2 separate regions of the Mus musculus genome follow, and region 1 is linked to region 2. The links are chromatin contacts, called in public Micro-C maps. All regions are on one chromosome and are shown on one strand. Each heading gives the region's core, a stretch centred on a gene start, on an enhancer-like site or on the middle of the called end of the contact. The rest is flanking DNA. Distances are from core to core; before and after follow the strand shown.

What was found. Hi-C and Micro-C count contacts between places; a contact is called where the count stands out from the background.
Region 1: a Micro-C map of the HL-1 cell line shows a contact between it and region 2, with 2.7 times the contacts expected there. The contact joins the promoter of D030025P21Rik here to the promoter of Rps6kl1 in region 2. A contact is called at or near these places in 8 of 39 promoter capture datasets (the 3T3-L1 cell line, frontonasal cranial neural crest, hematopoietic stem and progenitor cells and 4 more), 1 of 15 datasets of contacts at CTCF or cohesin (the NIH/3T3 cell line), 9 of 484 Hi-C or Micro-C datasets (the G1E-ER4 cell line, the HL-1 cell line, adipose-derived mesenchymal stem cells and 3 more) and 1 of 9 other capture datasets (adipose tissue).

The regions. Positions count from the first base shown.
Region 1 is chr12:84,874,256-84,877,748 of GRCm38.p6, forward strand. It overlaps D030025P21Rik (RIKEN cDNA D030025P21 gene), which reads left to right and starts at 1,547. Exons shown (of 1, transcript NR_028577.1): 1 at 1,547-3,493. It overlaps Ltbp2 (latent transforming growth factor beta binding protein 2), which reads right to left and starts at 2,236. Exons shown (of 36, transcript NM_001370743.1): 1 at 1,501-2,236. The coding sequence starts at 1,976.
Region 2 is chr12:85,148,569-85,152,594 of GRCm38.p6, forward strand. It overlaps Rps6kl1 (ribosomal protein S6 kinase-like 1), which reads right to left and starts at 2,696. Exons shown (of 11, transcript NM_146244.4): 1 at 2,595-2,696; 2 at 1,056-1,340. The coding sequence starts at 1,320.

The DNA of each region.
Region 1 (3,493 bases), core at 297-2,796, 280 kb before region 2:
ACAGAATTGTCCTGTGCTTTTAGAAACACATTCACCAGCACATACTGCTCGTGCCTCCAACTTGATTTTAAGACATTGGCTTGCCCTCCAGCAGGTTTTGTATTCTGTGGGTCCCCGAGCCCTCTCCCATGCTCAGCACATGTAATCATGCAGTTGCCTGCACAAGTCAGAATAGAGGGGAAAGCTGAAACGGGGCAGGTGTCCTGCTAACTCTCCTTGAATGGTCTTACGCTGGAGCCACTTGGCAGCACTCAGCTCTATGCCCTGCAGACTTTAGGCTAGGCCTCCAAAGGTTAGTAGGGAATTCATTTAGACGCAGAGAGGGCCAGCTACGTGCAGGCACTGATCTGCTGGGAACATGAAAGCTAACAAAACCCTGCTTAAGCAGAACTTGTATAAGTTTGAACACATACATAGAAATAGAAATACGTGAGGGGGGAATAAATGCTATAAGAAAGCATAAAGCTGGATGAGGGCACAGAAGGGATGAGACACGGTGAACTTTGCTAAGATACAGAAGACCGTTGCAGGCAAGAGAAGAGTATGTGTGCAGAGCAGGAGGCAGAAGATCCTCTGTAGTGGGACTAGGCGTACAAGCAACGGGAATGCTACCTGGAACTACAACGGACAGATAAACCAGGCTCAGGCCAAGGGCTGCCAAAGCCCCTCCTAGACTAATCAATTGCACCTTGCCCAGTCTGGCATTGCCAGGCTCCTGTGCCTTCACTCCAGAGACACCTGGGTACTCAGGAGAGGTCCCCAACTCATTAAATCCTGGGCAAGGCGTTGTTGGGGCGGGGAGGGGACCTCCTGTGATAACAGAGTCCAGAACCCGCAGCGAGTGGTGCAAAATAATAAGTTGAAGAGTTGGAGCGAGGCGTGGCTTTTCAAAATGTGCAAACAACGCTGACATCTAGACTTCCTGGAACACAGACCCAGTCCCTCGCACAGGTCAGGGCAGCCTTCTCTTTCACAGAGCTCCTAAACCCTTGCCTAAGTCCTCTGCGTGTCCCAGCAGACCTGAGCCCGGACTATACACTTGTCTTGGCGCGCCTGCTTCGCTGTCAGCCCGTTCCTGGAGATGCGTCTGTCTTCGCGCCCTGATGTCCCCACTCCCCCCCCCCCCCCCCCGCCCAGATCCTCCACCTACTGGCGCCCGGAGCCAGTTTATCCTTCTCTGGGCCTCAAGAACCCAGAGCGCCCACCCAGCCACTGCAGCTCGTTAGCCCAGCACAGAATGAGTGAGAAACGCACACGAGCTTAACGTCGGGGTTCTGGGAGAACTGGTGTCCAAGGGAACAGATAGTAGATTTATTTTCCCCAAAATAACTTTTTGAAAGCTGGTCCGAGCCCCGGTTTCGGAACCTCGGAGCGGTTTCTCTAGTAGTTACTGAGGACAAAGGGACAGGACCCGCACTCCACTGAAGGCGTAACTGTCCGGGATACCCGCATCCCTTTGCTCCACCCCGCCCCCAGCCCTATCCCCTCTTCAGTGCTCACCCGGTGAGCCGCCCTCGCCGTGCAGCCGCGGGTCGCTGAGGGGTTTCCAGGCGCGCGACAGAAGGTGCAGCCCTGGCTGCTATCTGCTGCTGGCCCCGGGGATGGCTTCTCCGAGTCTGGACAGGTGGCTGGACTCGACGCAGCTGCTGGGTTCGGGGTGGCCTCCTGGCCTCGGCCTCTGCGAGCCTCCCAGGGTTCCCCTGGGCCGGCTGGTTCCACTCAGAGGGCGACAAGCCGGGGACCGGCGCGTCAGGCTCTCGGAACAGACTGTACACCTTGGCTGCAGCCGCTGCGGGGTGGCTGCCCACGGGGTGCCACAACCGATTCGCATCCCTGCTAGCTGGTTCGTATCTCCCTATGGAATCCCGTTGGGCATGACTTGTCCCCATCAAGACAGCCAGGACAAGTGGCAGGAAGCCCCTCCAACGCACCCGTCGGATGCATCCGGAGCAGCGAGCGGTGGTCGGCGCTCTCATGGCGCCAGAGTGGCTGCAGAGCTGTGGGCACCGGAGACCTCGCGGGGAGGTGCTTTCCATCGTTCGCTCCACAGACCCGCCTGGCGACTTGCCCCTTCCCGTCTAGGGGACCTCTGAAACAGCCGTTTGGGGGTCCAGGGGTTCCTAGGTAAGGGCTGTATGGCGTGAGCTGCCCGGGCTGCGCACCGAGCCCGAGCCTGCCGCACCTTCGCTCCCGCACTGCCGCCGTCTGAAGGGGAACCGAAGGGTTTTATTTTTGGAAACCGCCCCCTGCTTTTTCGCCTCTTTTATCCACGCCATGCCCCCCTCCTTGGAGGGACAGCTCGGCCCCCTTATTACGGGAGACAAGAATTCCAGCAACACCCTCTTTGGCACCGAGAAGCGAGCGGGCGGCGAGGGGATTAACCCGTGAGGAGCTGCGGGCGACAGGGCAGACCCGGGGACTGGAAAGACAGATGGCGTCTGCCTGGACCAGCGCACCTGAGCTGCCTTTTTCCTGTCCTGGGCAAACTCAAGTTGTCCACCTGTCCTGGATGTATTTTCTGTTCCTGACCTCACGGACCCAGATGAACTGCTTCTCGGGCCTGAAGGAAGCTGGGGAAGGTACCCAGACCGGAGTAATGGGGACCGAGCCCGAGGCATGCGCGCCTGGTCTCGTTGCTTCCACCTCTGACCGCTGGGGGCGCTAGGCGAGAATGCAGGTGTCCCTGGGGCAGCTCCCAAGAGCCGGTTGCCTATGGGGAAGGGCAACTTGGGGCGCGCGCCCCCTGGTGGAGCTGGTCACACCCTTGGCCACCGTGTTTTGTAGCGACACACTCTGCCAACCTGCTTAGAGCCTAGATCTTAATCTGCTTCCTGTGGCGCCAAGCCTTGACCTGGGCCTATGGTGATGGTGGATGCCCGCTGGAAGAGTTGTTCTCTTTTTACAAAGGTAGGCATGGAGCCTCTTGAATAAGGTGACTAAAGGAGAGTATTGCTAAAGATGGAAATAAAACCCAGGCTAGTGGCCTCTGGCCCACAGTCCACTCTTTGAACTCCTACCACCGCCCCTCATTCCTTGGAGAATTTCCCCAAGGGGCTGCATGAGCCTTTGAGCCCTGCTGGGCCGGGTTCTCACACCTTCTTGTATTGAAGGGGACAGGGATGTCCGTTGCCTCCCACCTAAATTAACCTTCTTCCCTGTGTCCCATGCCCCAAAGCCTAAAAGGCTAGGCATATATGGTTTTCCTGAAAGTGTTTTCACAGCCTACTGGCTCCTAAGCAGACAGGATAAAAGAGCCTGTAAAGGCACCAATTACAACTTCCCATACCAGCCCCTCCCTTCCCAGAATCCTAAGTAATACCTAACTGGATTAGAAAGTCTCAATATTTGACACTGGCCTACGGAGTCCTCCCTGCCCGGCTGGTTTTCTGACCGATCTGAACTTACTCCTGCTCGGTATTCATTACACAGTACCCTCACAGTCTCTGCTTGGCAAATGTTTGATGCATTGTGACGGCTCATCTCTCTACCTAGA
Region 2 (4,026 bases), core at 1,446-3,945:
CAGTTCTCCTCTTTTCTCCCTTTGCCTGCCCCTCTTTGTTCTTCCCACCCAGGATTATAATTTCATATCCACCTGTCAGTCAGCCCCACCTCCCCCCACCCCTGGAGTGCAATTTCCAGAGGGCCACTGCACAGCCCAGCTCCGTGGCCAGGCAGGTGCAGCAGGCCAAGTATGTAAGCCACAGGAGCTGATGAAGCCACAGTCCCACCTTCCGGTGTAGCCCTCAGCAGCTGTGGAGCCTTGAGCTCCATGCCTCAATTTCTGCACCTGGAAAGTGAGTTCCTGCTGGCACTGGAGAGATGGTTTGGTGGTTAAGAGCACAGCCTGCTCTTCTAGAGGACCCGGGTTCAATTCCCAGCACCCACATGGCAGCTCACAAGTGTCTGTAACTTCAGTTCCAGGGTATCTGACACCCTTACACAGACATACATTCAGGCAAAACACCAGTGCACATAAAACAGATAAAAAATGAATCATTAAAAAAAGAAGGGCTGGAGAGATGGCTCAGAGGACAAGAGCACTGACTGTTCTTCCAGAGGTCCTGAGTTCAATTCCCAGCAGCCACATGGTGGCTCACAACTATCTGTAATGGGATCCAATGCCCTCTTCTGGTGTGTCTGAAAACAGCTACAGTGTACTCATATACATAATATAAATAAATTTAAGAAGGAGGAGGAGGAAGAAGAGGAGGAGGAGGAAGAGAAGAAGAAAATTAGTTTTTGCCCAGAGCACACACTTGTAGCCTGAGCCATCAGGGAACTGATCTAGGAAGATTAGCCTGGGCAACAATGAAAGGCCTATCTCAAAAAATGATAATAATGATCATACTAATAATTCCTATATACTTCTATTAATGTGAGACTTGAATGAGTTAATATAGTGAAAACCTAATGGGGTCTGCCAGGTAGAAATGCCTTAATAAATCTAAGTCCTCAGAAATGTCCTTCACGGAAGTCAGGCAGGGTTAACACAATGCCCTAGTATGGATAGAGACAAAGGACCCTCCACTGGCCCTCTCCTGTCCACCTTCTGTCCACACACATTCCCACCCATACCATGCACACCGCGGAGTAGCACGTCCACACCATTCTGGTAGTGGTTGAAGGCAGCCTCGTAGTCTTCACTGACATCTCGCTCCAGTGCCAGGTGGATCTGTGTAGCTGCATCTACCAGGTAGTCACGTTTGGTCACATCGGCTGTCCCTGTAGCTACCCGGTTACGAATCTGTTCCAGGTACATGCAGGCCTGGGACCGTGCTCGTGAACAGGGCTCTGGCTCCAGGCCTGGTCCAGGTGGACATTCACAGGCTACCAGGCTCATAGTGGCCCTGCTGTTGTGACCTGTAAGAAGCAAAGGTCTTAGGGGAGACACGTGTTGGGAGCCACACCCCTACCTGTACTCCAGCTTCCTCTACTAAACATTGGAGAGACAGATGTTCACATCCAAAAGCTGGAGGGACGAGCGATGGTAAGGTCCCGTCTTTGAGCTGGGTCCTACCTCAGTGTGGCAATGATAGATTAACACAGCAGTGTGTGTGTGTGGGGGGGGGGCTTTCTTTTCTTTTCCACTCAAATTCAGCTCCACAAATACCATGCTGTATGAACGGAGCACGGAAAACTGGGGGTACCTGTGACCCACAGCTGCCTTTGAGGGGTGTCCACAGAGTAAACCTAGTGTCAAGAGCATAGTAAACATACCAAAGTCACACACTGGCTTAAAGCTGGTCTCACCTCTCCTCCACCTCAGGTCTCCCCTCCTCCCTGTCTTCCTTGTGAAGTTCCATTCAGCTCAGGGGTACCTCTCCCCAGACAAAACCTTTGGCCCAGAGAGGTCCTGAGTCAGCAAGTGGGGAACTCCCCCCCCCCAATACCCAGGCTCCAAGCCGGAATGGCGAGCTCATCAAAGCCCCCTGGGAGATGAGGTGATTGACAGATTAGATGCCAGTTCATGTGGAGTTCAGCGAGAGTGTCAGGGTGACCCAGCCCTATGGAGGCTATCCCAGAAGTCCAGGGGCCTGTGCGCCCTCCCAAGGACCTGACAGTAACTCCTCCCCAAGCAATGTGTGACCCCAATGGCCCAAGGGATAAGAGTGGCGGCTGCCAGAGGGGAAGGGGCAAAGAGAAAGCAGCCAGCAGTGCGGTCCCTGTCCCTCACAGCAGCCTAGCAGCCACCGTTGCTGTCTCGGGTACCCTGGAAAATGACCAGGGGGTAGCTTTTCTCCCTGGATCTTTTCCACCTCGGCAAGGAAAGAGACACAGGATAAAGGAAGAGGTGGGGAGGAAACGCACATATCCAAGCAGCCAGGAGGCCAGGAGATGGAGAAAGGCGGCCTTCCTGCTCTGCCAGGCCCAGCGGGATAGGTAGCTTCGAGGCCTGTGCTGGGGCACCGACGCCGGCTGCGCAGGGCTGCGAGTTGCGGGTCCAGCTTTCGGAGCCGCGTGCCTAAGACTATACACGTCAAGCAAGCAGCGCGTGCACGACCCCGGCACACAAGGTGCATCACTATAGGGAACGTCCAAGGAGGTCGGGCTGAGGCAGGGAGGGGAAGCCTCCTCTCCTGAGAGGATGGCTCAAGAGCAGACCAAATACTATACCTGTCCGCGTGCCAGAGCTCCGGGCCTTCCCGCCAACGCTGTCCCTTCACCTTCTGCAAGGCTCCGTCTGTGCCTACCACCCTTCCGCAGGTGCCTGGGGGCGGGGGTGGGGCGTCTAGCCGGGTGCCTGCCAGCCATTGGCTAAGGATGAGCTCATCCTCAACCCGTTAGAATAAACCTCCAATCATCGTTCTCCTCGGCTTCTGACAGCCCTTAAAGCCCTAGAGTTTGCAAGGCCAGGAACTCAGGAGTGGGAGTCAGTGGGGATGGATGTGGGTGACTGAGTGTAGCAGGGAGAGAAAAGGTCTATTGTCACCCAGGGATGTGGCTGCCTTAGACCTCTAAGCCAATGAAACTTAACCACAGCACGTTCAAGAGACTTTCTTCATTCACTACTTCAGTTAGTCAATGTTTCTCTGTTGGGTGTGTACTCTGCCCTAGGGCTTAGGGTAGAGCTGCCTCTATGGCTTCACAGATCAATCTGCCCAGGGCTTCCTGGGCTCTAAGGTCAGGCGAGTGGTTCGGAGTTGAGCAGCACCGAATCCTAACCTGGAGTCAGAAATGCATTCCCAAGAAAGGCACAAACGACCCCGACCCCCTTACTTGTCAGAAGCCACTCTGCGCTTTGCTGTGACCTTGTCTCTGGTAGTTTTCCACACCGGTCTCCTCTGACTCCTCTTCCTCCTCCACACCCCTTCCTCACCCAGAGCTGTTGTCGTCTCTGGGGATCACACTCAGGTCACCAGGCTCAAATGGCAGCACCTTATGCACTAAACCACGTCACCAGCCCCAGATTTATCTCTTTATTAAAATAAAACAACCTTTTAATTTTTGAGTTATTTATTTTTATCTTATGTATATTGGTGTTTCGCTTGCAAATATGTCTGTGTGCGGTGTTCGATTCTTGAAATTGGACTTACAGACAGTTCTAAGCTACCATGTGGGTGCAGGAAATTGAACCCCGATCCTCTGGACAAGCAGCCAGTGCTCCCAACCATGAGGTCATCTCATCATCCCTAAAGCATCTTAAGGGGGAGAGGGAGGGGGGAGGGGGAGAGACAGAGGAGAAGAGAGAGAGAGAGAAGAAAAGAGAGAAGAGAAGAGAAGAGAAGAGAAGAGAAGAGAAGAGAAGAGAAGAGAAGAGAAGAGAAGAGAAGAGAAGAGAAGAGAAGAGAAGAGAAGAGAAAGAGAGAGAAGAAGAGAAGTAGCTTGGGTCTGGTATGGGCTTTCAAAACCTGAAAACACACTTCCTCCAGTGAGACCACACCTCCTAACCCTTCTAATCCTAGCAAAGAGTGTCACTCCCTTGTCACAAAGCATTTAAATACATGAGTCTATGAGGTCCATTTTTATTCACACGGACACATTTTAACAAGCTAAAGACAAAAAATTCAAAACTGAGCAAAGGATTTTAATAATTTCCTCAAAGAAG